3 separate regions of the Mus musculus genome follow, and all the other regions are linked to region 1. A link is a contact called in public promoter capture Hi-C data. All regions are on one chromosome and are shown on one strand. Each heading gives the region's core, a stretch centred on a gene start, on an enhancer-like site or on the middle of the called end of the contact. The rest is flanking DNA. Distances are from core to core; before and after follow the strand shown. Region 1 holds the start of Pnkp (polynucleotide kinase 3'- phosphatase). Region 2 holds the start of Irgq (immunity-related GTPase family, Q). Region 3 holds the start of Ppp1r37 (protein phosphatase 1, regulatory subunit 37).

Evidence for each region. Promoter capture Hi-C pulls out the DNA fragments that hold promoters and counts their contacts.
Region 2: a promoter capture Hi-C map of pre-B cells shows a contact between it and region 1. The contact joins the promoter of Irgq here to the promoter of Pnkp in region 1. A contact is called at or near these places in 3 of 39 promoter capture datasets (cranial neural crest, maxillary cranial neural crest and pre-B cells).
Region 3: a promoter capture Hi-C map of second pharyngeal arch cranial neural crest shows a contact between it and region 1. The contact joins the promoter of Ppp1r37 here to the promoter of Pnkp in region 1. A contact is called at or near these places in 3 of 39 promoter capture datasets (cranial neural crest, pre-B cells and second pharyngeal arch cranial neural crest).

What each region holds. Positions count from the first base shown.
Region 1 is chr7:44,854,015-44,858,505 of GRCm38.p6, reverse strand. It overlaps Pnkp (polynucleotide kinase 3'- phosphatase), which reads right to left and starts at 1,360. Exons shown (of 16, transcript NM_021549.3): 1 at 952-1,360; 2 at 297-343; 3 at 1-53. The coding sequence starts at 1,102. Akt1s1 (AKT1 substrate 1 (proline-rich)) reads right to left here. Exons shown (of 5, transcript NM_026270.4): 4 at 4,398-4,491; 5 at 3,085-3,914. The coding sequence ends at 3,771.
Region 2 is chr7:24,529,341-24,533,890 of GRCm38.p6, reverse strand. Irgq (immunity-related GTPase family, Q) reads right to left here and starts at 3,243. Exons shown (of 3, transcript NM_153134.3): 1 at 2,987-3,243; 2 at 1,976-2,507; 3 at 1-625. The coding sequence starts at 2,505.
Region 3 is chr7:19,560,941-19,565,232 of GRCm38.p6, reverse strand. It overlaps Ppp1r37 (protein phosphatase 1, regulatory subunit 37), which reads left to right and starts at 2,835. Exons shown (of 13, transcript NM_199149.3): 1 at 2,835-3,422. The coding sequence starts at 3,203. It overlaps Gemin7 (gem nuclear organelle associated protein 7), which reads left to right. Exons shown (of 2, transcript NM_027189.2): 2 at 1-284.

The DNA of each region.
Region 1 (4,491 bases), core at 111-2,610:
GACAGTCCTGGCTTCAACTCCTGGACCCCAACAGTTGACGGGTTAACACCCAGCTGCAGACAAAGGAGGAGCTAGGGTTGGCACCACCCCGCCCCACCAAATCCAATACCTTAGCTCCCAATCAATTTTTAATCTTCCCACCTATTCACTTCGTGTGGCCAGTCAGAACTTTGAAAGGTTAGTGGCTTCTAGTCTGGCACGGTGTTAAAGCGGAAAGCTGACCAGCCTTCTGAAGGGTTGTCATCTACCCGGCCCCTCTCCCAAGTCCTTGCTACCCGCTGCCAAGACACTGGTACCTGTTTCACTGCCACTGTCCGGCTTTCAGGGTCTGCAATCAGCTCCACTGAGGGTAAGGGGGTGGAGTCAGGGTTTACATCACGTACAGGGGCGTGGCCAACTACAGTCTACTACTAGGACTTAAGTAAGAGAGGCACTTTCTCCCTAGGACTTAAGTAAGAGAGGCACTTTCTCCCTTCCTTCCTCAATCCCCCAACACAGGTAGCCCAGGATAGCCTTGAACTCGCTACATACTAGCGGCTGGGCTTGAACTGATTCTCATGCCTCTACCACCCAATTCTCTGGATGACAGGGGTGTCTGCCCCCCCCCCCCCCCCCCGAGCCAGTTTATTCCTCAATAATAACAGGTACTTCGGAGTCCCTAGGATTGCTAGAGACACGGACTTGTCCAGAACAGGTATTTTTTTTATCTGTAGGGTCTGCTTTGTCCCATGAGATACATGGGGTAGACCGAGGTCTTGGGCATGGCTTGATGCATCACCGCCTGATGTAGCCTGCCCAGCGACCGTCTCTCTGTTGTCCTTCTCCCCTCCGGTGACAATCTCCCAGATCCTCTCTGTCCCTCCCATAATGCCTCGTCTTGCTTCTGGCTAGGCATAGGCTCCCCTGCTTCCTTCCAATCCCACTCTGCAGCAGTTCCATTCCCGTGCCCACCTTGGTTTCGGGAGCACTTCCGGTCCGTCACTTGGGTCAGGGGTCCCCGACCGAGGACCAGGGCTTGGCCATCCGACGGCAGGAATATAGGGGGCGGCCCACCGGTGGGGCTCTGCAGCCACAGGCGGCCCCGGGATCCAAGCTGTGACATCCTCGGATGCTGTGAAGGGGAACAGAATCACAGTGGAGCTTGCTCAGCAGCCGGCAACCCACCCGCCACCGGAAGTTCTGCTTTCCCAATGCGAGCCACACCGGAAATTCCGCCCCTTGCCCATGGGCGGGTTCGACGTTTCCCAAGCTACCACAACGGTTCCAATGCGCAGTGAGGATTGCATATAGGTAGAGTCACTTCTGAATTCATTCCAAAGCTCATCTATGCTATGGGAAAGACTGTTCGAAAATTTGGCTCCTCCCACGGCGCATGCGCAGTCCTGACTCGCTTGAGGCGCTCTGAGCCAGAGCGGATAGGGGTCACTCGCATCCATAGTCACTTGATCCCTACGCTAGAGTTACTTGTTTTTGTTTTGATTTTCTTGTATGTATGTATGTATGTATGTATGTATGTATGTATGTTTTAGTGAGACAGGTTCTCAGGATGTAGCCTTGTTAAAATTCTTTCCTAGGCATGGTGGCACATGAGTTTAATATTAATCCTAGTACTTGGGAGGCAGAGGCAGGCAGAGCCCAGCCTGGTCTACATAGTAAGATTCTGCCCCCACCGCAAAAATAAAATAAAGAGGAAGTTGCTCTCCTGGGGAAGACCTAAAAAATGCCTACCCTTCTCCAAAGGCCTGAAGTATATATAACCTGAAATATGATTCCACCACAGAGCATTCTGGGGAAGCCGACTATATTGGGCTTGCAGAGCATAGGTGGTGGTGGTTGTGTTGCTACCTGCAAAAAAACACACGGGGCAGTTTTCATCTAGCAGAAATGAAGCCTCATTTCATACTGCACAGACAGAGCCCTTCCCTTCCCTTCCCCCTCACCAGTATCCTCTAGCCCCTCCCCAAACCACAGGCAACTAGGGCAAAATTGCATATAGTTGCTTGTGAGGAACAGCTGGGTACTAAGGTCAGGGTCCCATGACCTTGCCTCCCCTTCTATGAGCGAAATCAAAAAGTCCGGCTGCAGTTATCTTTCAGCCCAGACAAGTTTTTTTTTTTTTTTTTTTTTTGGCGTGTATGTTAATCCACCATACACCCAAACTGGGCTCAAATTTCGGGATCTGTCTGTCTTCCAAATATTAGTATTAAAATAGAGCTCTACAGACAGGTTGGCAGCGCACGTCTTTCATTCTAAAACTGGGGAAGTGGAGGCAGAGGCAGGCAGATCTCAGTTTAGTGACAGCTTGGTCTTCAGAAGGGCTCCAGGACAACCAGGGCTACACAGAGAAACCCTATCTTGAAAAACACGCTCTAAAAGCTGGGGGGGGGGAGAGGAAGGAAGAAAATGCCATCACACTTGGCCATTGATGGGTTGTTTTACTTTTTGATACCAGGGGATTCACCTGCTCCTGTCTCCCAAGTGCTAGAATTAGAGGTGTGCGCCACTGCTCACGGTTTTTTTTGTTCTTTGAGGCATGGTCTCAAAAAGTCTAGACTGACGTGAACACCTGTGCCTCCTTAAACCCATCTCCCTGCTGATGGAATGACAGATGTGCGCCTTCATCATTCCTCTGCGTAGCAGCGGAAACAAACCAGCTTGTCCTTAGCATTTGAAGCGCATAGCATCACTATACACTCTTCCTTTGCTTCTATGATGCCGGTCCCTTTGCAATAAAGTGGGAAAATCGCTTCTAATTCTGGGACAAATACGCTAAAGCTCGGTATGATGGGGCAGATTGGAAATCCCAGCACAAAAACTGAAGAGAAAGGCTGGGCTACAAAGTGAAATCATCCCAAAAAGCAAAGTAACAAAAGGGAGGCAATCCATATTAATATTAATAGTGTGAAGGTGACAGTCCTCTAGCCCCTCTAGCCCCCTTTCTCATCTTTGGATGTTGGGAAATGGAGATTCCCTGGTTTGCCTTTCTACCGCTCCCACAGTTACGCCCCCAAGACTGGGTGTCGAACCCTGAACTTCATTTAATTGTCATGAACGCTTCATAGCATCACACTCACACACAACACGAACTCACTAGTCAGAGGTAAAACTTTAATCTCAGAGCGCCCCTCCCTACCCCCATCCCACTCTCCCGCACCCAAGTCTAGGGCCGGAAAGTGAGGCCCCCCTGGCCCCCCCACCTTGGGTGGGAGAGGGCCTTTTAAGGCACCTGTTAGGGTCGGGGGACAGGAAGCTGGTACTGTCCTGGGTACAGGACAAGTTTTGATGGACAGGCTGTCGTGCGGTGGAACCTATAGGGAGCGTCAGACCAGAGAGGGACCCAGACTGTCCCCTGGGGAACCGGGATACAATTGTCAGGACTCAGGCAAAGAAAACAACAAAAACAAAAACAATTGATTAACAGCCCTAGTAGTGTAAGAAATTAAAGGCCTCGGGCCAATTCTGGGTTAGGGAGGGCTTGGCCACACTCCCAGGAGGCCGGGACCAATCGGGTAGGGGAACTCTGGAAGGCTGGCGGGCAACTCTTCCCGACACTGGCTGAGCAGCGGCAGCTCCCGCAGCTGGGCTCCGCCCTGGGGCCGCGAGTCAAGGCTGTGCGGGCAAAGCTTCGTTTGCTAGGCAAGAAACAGAGTTGACCCTTGGAGCGTTTAGAACCGGCCCCGCCCAACCTGAGCCAGCCAATCCCGGAAAGAATTGTTCTCTTGCTGGGCCGAGAGGCAGTGGCCTCTCGCAGGCCAAGGCTTTCTGTTCGCTTAATATTTCCGCTTCAGCTTCTGGAAGTCGCTGGTATTGAGCCGCGGCCGCGGAAGATCCCCGAAGACCTGGGTGTCCTCAGCCTCCCGCAGCACCAGCGCGCGCATGCTGGCCGCTATTCGGTCTAGGTCGGGCGAGGAGGGCTGTAGAGAAGGAAACTGTCAGTGTGCAGGGCCCGCCTCCCGGAAGCCCGCCATTCCGGACTGTCTGTCCTGCAGGCTGCGAACCGGCACGTTCCGCATCCCACCTCCTTCTTCAACTCTACCACTGCTAAGAAGCAGGAGCCCAGTGCAAGGTGCCCGGTCCGGCCACGCTTCGGCCAAGACAGCAGGCATCCCACCTGAATCTAGGGGGTTGCCATATGTAGAGCAGCTATGAAGGCGCTGGCGCCCCGAGCGGGGTGTCATGTGATCACTCAGTGCCTTGTTGTCCCCTCTACTTTAGGGAGTTTTCTGTGAAGGGGGCGCCAGGTCAGGGCAGTCCAGCCAAAGACCACTGCTTTAACCCGGAGCTTCAGTTTCCCTGACTCCCTCCCAAACGACTTTGGATAGACGAGGGAGGGGCCTTTCTCCTAAACTACAGTGGGGCTCCTCTCGGCAGAACACTTGTCTCGTTCCCCCCCTCACCGGGCCATTCTCCTCATCTGACGATCGGGCTTCTGTCCTCTTCTCCTTGAAGGCCCACACTGGCACCGACACGGGCAGAGACTTGGCATACTGC
Region 2 (4,550 bases), core at 1,994-4,493, about 20 Mb after region 1:
CTCCAGCACCTCCCATAGCTCATCCTCCGGGCTCCGAGCGGCAGTGCACCCCGAGTCCCCGATGCCAGCTTTCTTTCCTTCGCTGCGTGCATCCCCTGAGTTCCCATCACTTGCATTCTGGGCCTTTTCTTCTTCCAGAACCTCGGGTGGATCTTCGCCCTGGCCGTCCGTGCGCACACCGACGAGTGGAGCATCTGGGGACACCAATGAGCGGACCTGGGCCCAGTTCTCCTCTGTGGGAGCCCCGGGGGTGACAAGGATCAGGGCATCGTAGTGGGTTGGGTGAGGGGTGACGGCAGGAGATGTGGCCGTGGGGCCCAGGGGAACGGTCCAGAGCACTACGTTGGGGCGCTCTGGAGCAGGATAAGGGGTGGGCCCAGTGGGTGCTGAGGCAGGCGCAGCACCTGGGTCTCCAGGATCCAACCCCAGCAGCATATCTAGCACAAGGCCTACATTGGTGGTGCCGGCCACCGCCAAGTCCAGTCGTGCGCTGCCCAGGCGCTCCAGACCAGCGCGCACCCACGACAGCGCCGCCTCCAGGCCACCGGTCTCGAAGGCCTCACGAACAGCTTCCAGCTCGGCTGCGCCCAACACCTCGAAGCCATCCTGGGCAGGAGGCAGGAGCCTGCAGGAGAGAGGGTGGGAGATCGGTCAAAGGCAACAGAGCTTTAAAAGTAGGAAAAGCTGGGCTGAACGAGCAATTACGGGAAAAAAAAAAATCTTTCTGAATCTCAAGAATTTAAGTAGGGAACTAATGCACATAGAAAGAAGGCACGGCCGGGCGTGGTGGCGCACGCCTTTAATCTCTGCAATCTCTGCACAAGTGGCAGAGGCAGGCAGATCTCTGAGTTCAAGGCCAGCCTGATCTACATAGCCAATTCCAGGACAGCTGGAAATACAGAGAAACACCCGTCTCAAAAAAAAAAAAAAAAAAAAAGAAAGAAAGAAAAAAAAAGAAAAAGGAAAAAAAGAAAGAAAGATAGAAAGAAAAAAAAAAAAACCAGGTGAGGCGGGACCATAAAGTTAAGAGAGTTCAGGGAAGAGCTTAAGTCCCCTAGAGGTCCCGCGGGTAAACTAACCTAAGGTCAGGTTTCCAACCGAAACTACGATGAGGACCCTATTTGGACTTCTCTTGATACAGATCAAGAGATCGGGGTCAGAGCTTTTCCAATGGTGTGCTGGTCAGGACACGTTTTCTATGGAGTGGGGCTTAGAGGAAGGCGAGGACATAATGGCAATTTCAGTATGGCCTATGGTGTCCCTGAGGGTGGATGTAAATAAGAGAGACCTCATCTAGTACTGGTGGGCCAGCGAGGTTAACTAAACAAATGAGAAGCAGCTCTCCAACTTATGCAGACCCTTCCTGAGTCGCATTTTGAGAACCATAAAATGAGACAGCTGGCAGGTGGGGAGGGGCTGGGTGGATTGGCGGGCAGTAGGCAGGGTAGAACTGAGAGGGAACTGGAAATGGAAGAACAGGGCGAGCAATCGGAAATAATGCTCTGTAAAGGTTTGGTGTTAACGAAAGGAAGGATGGGAGGGGAGTCACTTGAGAACCAAGCCAATGAGGAGGATGGGAGTGCTGGAGAGGGATCTCAAATGTTACGAGAGATGGGAGTCCAGCATCTTGTCTGACACAAGTATTTGCATATATATATATATATCTGGGCTTGTGATGCCAGAGAGCTTGCACGAAACAGGACCTTTGTGGTGGGCTTTCCAGTTGACCCTTGACGGTGCAGGCTTTAAACGACAGAAAAGTGATCCCTGCTTATGGCAGAGTCTCCATGATCTCAAACTCTGTGCTCATGGGTGTGGTGGGTGCTGTCCTACGCAAATAAGTAGGGTATGGACGAATGGGCAGCCAAGAAAAGCTTGCGTCTAACACTCTAGGAACAGGGCTCGAGAACTTTAAAGACCTCCGTAGCTGAGTTGGATCTAAGGCCACCCCATCCAGCCCGAACTGTCCCCTCACCTCTGCAGCGCCTCCGCCTGGGTCCGCAGCACCACCTGCAGGCGCTCTAGCTCCTCGCAGCGGTCACTGCTGCTGCAATCCGCCGGCGGCACAAAGAGAGGCGCAGCTCCTAACCCAGCACTGTTCAACAAGGCTGCAGTCTCATCCCGGGCTTTAGCTGCATTCTGGGAATCTCCAGGGCGCAGATTCCGGACAGCCAGCAGCGGGGTTCCTCTAGCCAGGGCGGCTCGCGCTGCCTCTCCCAGAGCTGGGGTCAAGGGCTCCTCGCTCCCCTCAGATCCTGGTAGCACCAATACCAGCAAGTTGGCCTCCGCCGCCCAGGGCCCGGGAGCTGCGGGTGGGCAACTCAGCTCACCCAGGAAGAGGCCCGGAGCCGCAGCTCTCAGGCTGGGGACTCCAGAGTCCTGCCGTCCATCGGGAATCTCTACCGTGTCCACATTCTTACCGCATAACGCGGCGATCAGGGCGGACTTTCCCGAGCCGGGAGGCCCCAGGAATAAGGCAGTCACGTCACCCTGAGGCAGAGGCATTGCTGGAAAGCAAGAGGCGGGGAAAGAAATTGGTCAGGGAGCACGTAAGACTTTTTGTTTGCTTCTTTTCTAAGACAGCGTCTCGCTGTGTAGCCCTGGCTGGCCTGAACTCATTACGTAGACCAGGCTGGCCTGACATTCAAGAGATCGATCCTCTCCCCTCTGTCTCCCAGAGTGCTGAGATTAAAGGCGTCGCACTCCCCCACACCAATCAACACCCTCTCCTAACTGATTCACTGTAGATCCAGGCTTCAGTCCTCCAGCCTGTCCTCTACTTCCATTCTCCAGTGTCACGCTGCAGGACCTAGAAACTCAACCCCCAGGGCCTATTCCTGGGAGAGCCAGGTATATGCCCATTCTCCACACGAATGCATTTCTCTATTTAAAAAAGAAGAAACAGAAGAAGGAAAACAAAAACCCTCAAAAACCTGACTGCCAAACTCGAGAATGGTCTTTCCCCTCCCCATTCCAAATCACCAACCGATCAGAGAGGTGACACGCCTGGAGAGCACAGAGGCCCAGCCCCTTAAGACGAGCTGACGGAGGCTGAAGGGGCAGGAGTGTCCGGATTTAGAAACATCCGGACTCCTTCAGGTGGCTCTATACTGACGTCATTCCTTCCAAGACCGGTGTGTCTTGGAGTGCCACTGCGGAGAGGAAGAATTTTTGGCAGCTCCTTCTTTCTAGCTAAGGCTGTTTGGGCAAAGGCACAATAAAACCCATGCGCGTGCGCAGAAAGTTTTGGGGCGGTGCCCCACCAAGACCAGCAACCAATACGCCTGCGCAGTACGTGCAGGGTTTGTACGGCAAAGGGGGACAGGAAGCGATGAGCCCACGCAGTAAGCTTAGCGTTGTACGGAGCACACAACCAACGTCATCATCACGCACCCCTGTACAGAAAAGGACCTCTCCACTTGCCCTTGCGAAGACTTGCCTGCCGTGACTATATTAGTGCCGGACTGCAACCTTGAACCTGACTCGGGGACAATGGTGGTGCAACAGATCACTGGAGTCTGGAGACTAGGAAAAACTATCCCGCTCTCGTCCGGTGGCAGAGCTGTGGCGACCAACTGTCAGGCGCAGCTAAGGGACAGTCTTCGGGGAGGAAAGCAAGAGGCGTCCGTGACCATCAAGAACTAAGAGCAGAAGGCAGTGCATGGGAGCAGCGTGATCCAGAAATGAACTAGTGAACGCGGGCGGCGGTGACTACGGTGAAACAGTAATCAATGTCAGAGAAGGATGTCTCCTGGGAGAAGGCGGGCTCAAGTGTGAGCACCACTGCTTGTGCGGGGGTTATGGTTGACACGTGAGAAACTAGGATGGGGCTGGTAAGAAAGACCAAGAGTTCCACCTTCGAGGGAATTCGGTTTCGTGAAGATGAGGACACAGGGGCTTGAAGACCGAGGTGTCACAAACCCGAGGAGTCTCCCATGTGAGACTGCTGAAGCTTTTCTAGTGAGAGTGTCATTAGAGTTCAGTGAGTGTCAAAAAATAGAGCGAGGCCCACTAAGGTTGGTGGCAGCCACGCCCCCCCCCTCTCTCTTTCATATCAGAACATCGCCCTGAAGACACTGTAGAGGGCAAGCGTCTCCCAAGGAATGGAGTCCAGACAGCCCAGGAGACGACCTCTTTGAGTACTGCCAGAAAGAGGGGTTGGGTGCAGGAGTGACAGACACTAAAGGGACCTCCATATCTCGACGCCCCGCCCTGCTACAGGTGGCCGCAGTGACTACCTGCCAGGAATGACCTCCTCTCATGATCAAAATTATTTCCCTTGATTTGGGCACACAAACAGAAGCAGGACGACATTTAGAGGAATAAAGGGCTGCCAGGCGAAGATTGGGTTGTGGGGTGTGACTGGCAATATCATTACCTGGAATGAGTCCCCAGGGTTCTTGTCCCACTTTCCCCCTAGACTTTCAATATGACTATGCTTCAGTTTCCCGTAGCAAACGTGTGCAACACGGGCTATGGTGGTAGCACACCTTTAATCCCCGAATTTAGGAGGTAGAGGCAGGCCGTTCACTGAGTTTGAAGCCAGCCTG
Region 3 (4,292 bases), core at 1,586-4,085, about 25 Mb after region 1:
TCTGACTATTCCTGGGACATAGAGTTCTCAGCGCCTTCCTGGACTTCCAAAGCAATCTCCAACAAACTCTGGCTTTGAACTCAGAGGAACTCCAAACCAGATACTGCCTGGTGCAGGATGCAGATAACCCTGGCTCTGAAGAGGTGGGAAGATCATAAACTCAAGGCCAGGCTGTGCGGCAGTGGGGGACGGCAACCTCAGACATTCTAGATCTCTCTTGTTGGAAGGAGTGTTCTGCTTCACACACTGAGCGTCACAGAAATAAATTCCTGAGGCTTGGCCTTGCAGGCTGCTGTGTGTGTGTGTGTGTGTGTGTGTGTGTGTGTATGTATGTGTGTGTGTGTGTGTGTGTGCGCGCGCGCGCAAAGAGCACTAAAGAGCTTTCGAAGTTGAGCCTCTCAAGCTGTTTCTCCATCATCATCATCCCCCCCCACCCCCACCCCGCCAAAGAAATCATCATCTAGAGAAATCTGGCTCTGGCTTTCCTTTTCATTTATTATTTTATATATATGGGTGGTTTGCTTACATGGGTGACCATACCACATGCATGCAGTGATGGCTGAGGCCAGAAGAGGGCACCAGGTCCAATGAAACTAGTAAGAGATAGTTGTGAGCCGCCATGTGGGTGCTGGGAATTGTTTGTGGGTGCACTGCAAGATCAGCCAGTGCACTTAATGGGCTGAGCCATCTTCTCACCACACCCCAACCTTTTTTAAAAGACAGGATCCGGCTGTGTAGCCCAGGCAGGCTTGGAATTCACAATCCTCCTGCCTCAGCCACCCGAGTGCTGGATTACTTACAGGTCAGGCCACCATACTCAGCTTTTCTGCTTCTCTCTTTAGTTGTATCCCATGGAGAGTGGTGCCATGCTTAACATTTCTTTGTTTTAAAATTTTTAAATGGAGGTGTTTATGTCTGTGTGCCATGGGAGTGTGGGTGCACACGGAGACCAGAAAAAGATAGGCAGTCAGCAAAGCTAGGGTTACAGGTGCTTGTGAACTATGGGTGCTGAGAGCAGAATTCAGGCCCTCTGGAACGGAGTTGCTGAGCTGTCTTCCCACCCTCTGCTGTAGTCTTTAAAAGTTAGTAGTGTAGCTATCTCAGGCTAAAACTTGTGGGGCTTATCTAAGCAATGAAGCTGAGGCGTCCAGATAAAAGTATAGGGCTTGCACTGCTCCTGGCATCCTCCCCAAATGGCTGACATTCATCTCTGCATAAGAAATTGACCCGAGGTGGGCAAGGATGGCTTTTTACTAGAAAAGGCCTAGACAGGGCCTTGGCTTACACTAGGTTTCAAGGTTCCCTCTTGGTGATGTGGTCCACTGCAGTCACCTGCAGGTTTGTCTTCCCACGGAGGGGACTGGGAGTGGTGGTGGTGGTCACACTTGTGTGCCAGTGCCGTGCCAGTGCCCGGGAGCAAATGCTGCAGGTTGGTGGTTAGCGTTGAAGTTTTACCCTTCCTCAGTTTGCTCTAGCCGTCTAGTGAGGGAGTCTGTGTCCCCTGTTTCAGCCCCTTGTCACTAGAAATCTTTCAGTACATGATATCTGGAAGCAGTTCCTAGCTAAGCACAGTGACCCAAGTCTGTAATCCCAGCATTTGGTGTGGGGAAGGGGGTGTAGAGGCAGGAGGAGCCAGAGATAAAGCCTGTCTTTCCTACATGGCAAGTCAGCGGGCAGCCTGGATTACATGAGAACCAGTAAAACCAAACAAAACCCAACCCTCCCCCCCCAAACAAAGCCCACTTAATGCCTTTTGGAGTTCAGAATGTAACTGAAGGTTTGCATTAATTATAGGGGCTTTTGGTACTTCTCAGTCTCCAAAGTGTGCTAACCCCCAACTGTGAAGAGGAAAGCAGCTACCCTTAGCAGTGGTCTCAGTTATCAGTTCACACTGGAGCCTCCCTCCAGTTCCAGCCTAGCTCTCTACTTGGCAATGCTGTGCTCGACCCTCCTCAAATCCCGTTCTGTGGTTTCAGTCCCTGTGCCAGTGGGCTTTAATGAGCTGAGAAGGAAAAGCGAAAGTGCCCAGATGAATCCTGAGCTTTGGAATCGACCCCTTGGAGGTGTGGCTTAGGCTCGCTCAGGTTTGGTCAGCTGGTTCATCCCGAGCCTTTGGAATTCCTGCTCCCAGTTTTTGTTTTGTTTTGTTTTTATAGCAGGTTCATGAATACCTAGCAGACTCGTCTAATATTGTAATTTACATTTGATACAATTTTGACGAAAATTGTGCTAAAGTGTGCTCTTCTGTCGCTTCTGTCACTTGTACGTACTCATCCGATATTCAGCTTGGCTCTCAGCTCTCAGCACCTCCATCACTTTATCCTGCTCCCAGTACTTGGCTTAGCCCCACCAGGGTCTCCTGCTGTAGCACCTGCTTGTCTGAGGCTCCCTTTGTAATCCAGCCTAGCCTCGAATTCGCAACCTCCTCCTTCAGCCTCTCCAAGGCTCGGTTCACAAGGCGAGTCACTACCATGTCCAGCAAGTGGTTTTTTAATTAATATCTGATCCGTATTTTATATTTTAAGTTACTCATTTCTTGTAGACGCGTAGAAATCAGAGGACAATTTTGTGGAGGCGATTCTTCTATTTTTACGAACTCAGACGGCTTTAGCCGCTGACAGCCCTCTCGCAGGCCGCGGTTATAGGATTTGTATTGAATCCTTTCCCGAATTACTTGGGCTTGTGACGAATGTGCGGGAGCCTGACTGTTGACAGCTTGGCTTGTGGGGGGCGGGAGGGGGCGGCTAGAACTCGCGCATGCGCGGCGCTCCGGGAGACAGCGTTCATAGGCCCCGCCTCTGTGTTCTGCAGTTTGGCTCTGCAGATTCGCCGGTCACGTTTCTTTTTTCCGCGGAGCTTACTGTTCTTTGTTCCGGTCTTCCTGTCGTCCTCGACACGGTTTTTTTTCAGAGCAAAAGCTTGAGTCGGTGCTATGCTTTTCTCGGTACGCAGCGGGCCCTTCGGCTTGTAGCGAAAGTGTGGCTGCGGAAGAGCAGGTACTCGCGGAGCTCGGCGGAGGCGCGTTGGGGCTCCCGGCGACTGCGACGACGACGACGACGACGACGACGAACGGAGCGGACGGAGGCGGCGCTTGAGGCAGCGGCGAAGCCCATGCCCCGGAACGGCGGGAGGACCCGGAGAGACGAGTCCGGGGCCCGGGGCATGTCCCCGGGGCCCCCGTGAGGAGGAGGAGGCGGCGGCGATGGAGATCCCGCCGCAGGAGGCTCCGCCCGGGCCGGGCGCGGACGCCGACGCGGACGCGGAGGCCGAGACCGAGGAGGCCTCCGCCGAAGCTGAGTCTCCTACCGGGACCTCGCCCCCGGCCGATGGCCGCCTTAAGGCTGCTGCCAAGCGTGTCACGTTCCCATCTGACGAGGACATCGTGTCTGGAGCGGTGGAGCCCAAAGACCCCTGGAGACACGGTAGCTTTGGCGAGGGTTGCGGGGGAGAGCCTAGAGGCGGGTGGGACCGCCATAGGGCCGACCCCCACGGAGGTGGCCCGCGGCAAATGGTACTTATTGGTGATTTCAACGGTGCCTAGGTTAGAGCTGGAGGCAGAGAGGGGTTGGCGGGAGAGCTGGAAAGGTCCACAGGACTGGGTTTTCAAAGCCTAACCTTGTTTGGGAGTTTGGGAGGCTGGCAGCCAGCCTTTGAGTTCATGGTACACTCAGGGATAGATGAAGAGAGCCTGGTTATAGTATTGGGGGAAAGGTAAGTGCCTGAGTCCACGGGATGGTGAGAGCGAAGCAGCTGGTCTGTAAACCAGGAGGCAAAGCGTAGCCGGCTATGGCCATTGCTCTTTTGGCTGAAACGAGGACGGAAATAAACCCAGACTGTACAGAAGTTTGTAAACCCTCCGACTGGGAAAGGAGGGTCAGAGGCAGCAGGTAGTAAAGCAGAGGACGAGGTGGCCAGTTTGCCTGTGTGCGAGGAATTCCGCAGTAAGGTTCGGCAGCAGAACGCGGAGCCCGCTTTTACCAGGGTTTACCTGGGGAAGGACTCGGCAGTATTCCCTACTCAACAGAAGGTGACTTACATGTTGGGAGATGGGAAGATCTAAGATCTAGGCCTGTTGGTGGGGAGGTGGAACTGGACGGGCACTTGGAGGAGTGCATTGGCTTTGATGGCTTTGAAAGGGAAAAGGTTGCTGGGGAGATGGACACAGGCTAATCCCATTTCTGAGCTGAATTGTGTTTTGCTTGGGTGGAGCCTGTGAAGTGAGGTCACCCACTGGCCGTGTTCTATGGAAGCTAACCTGCTTGTCCAGGAACAGACAGACACGACTGCCAGGC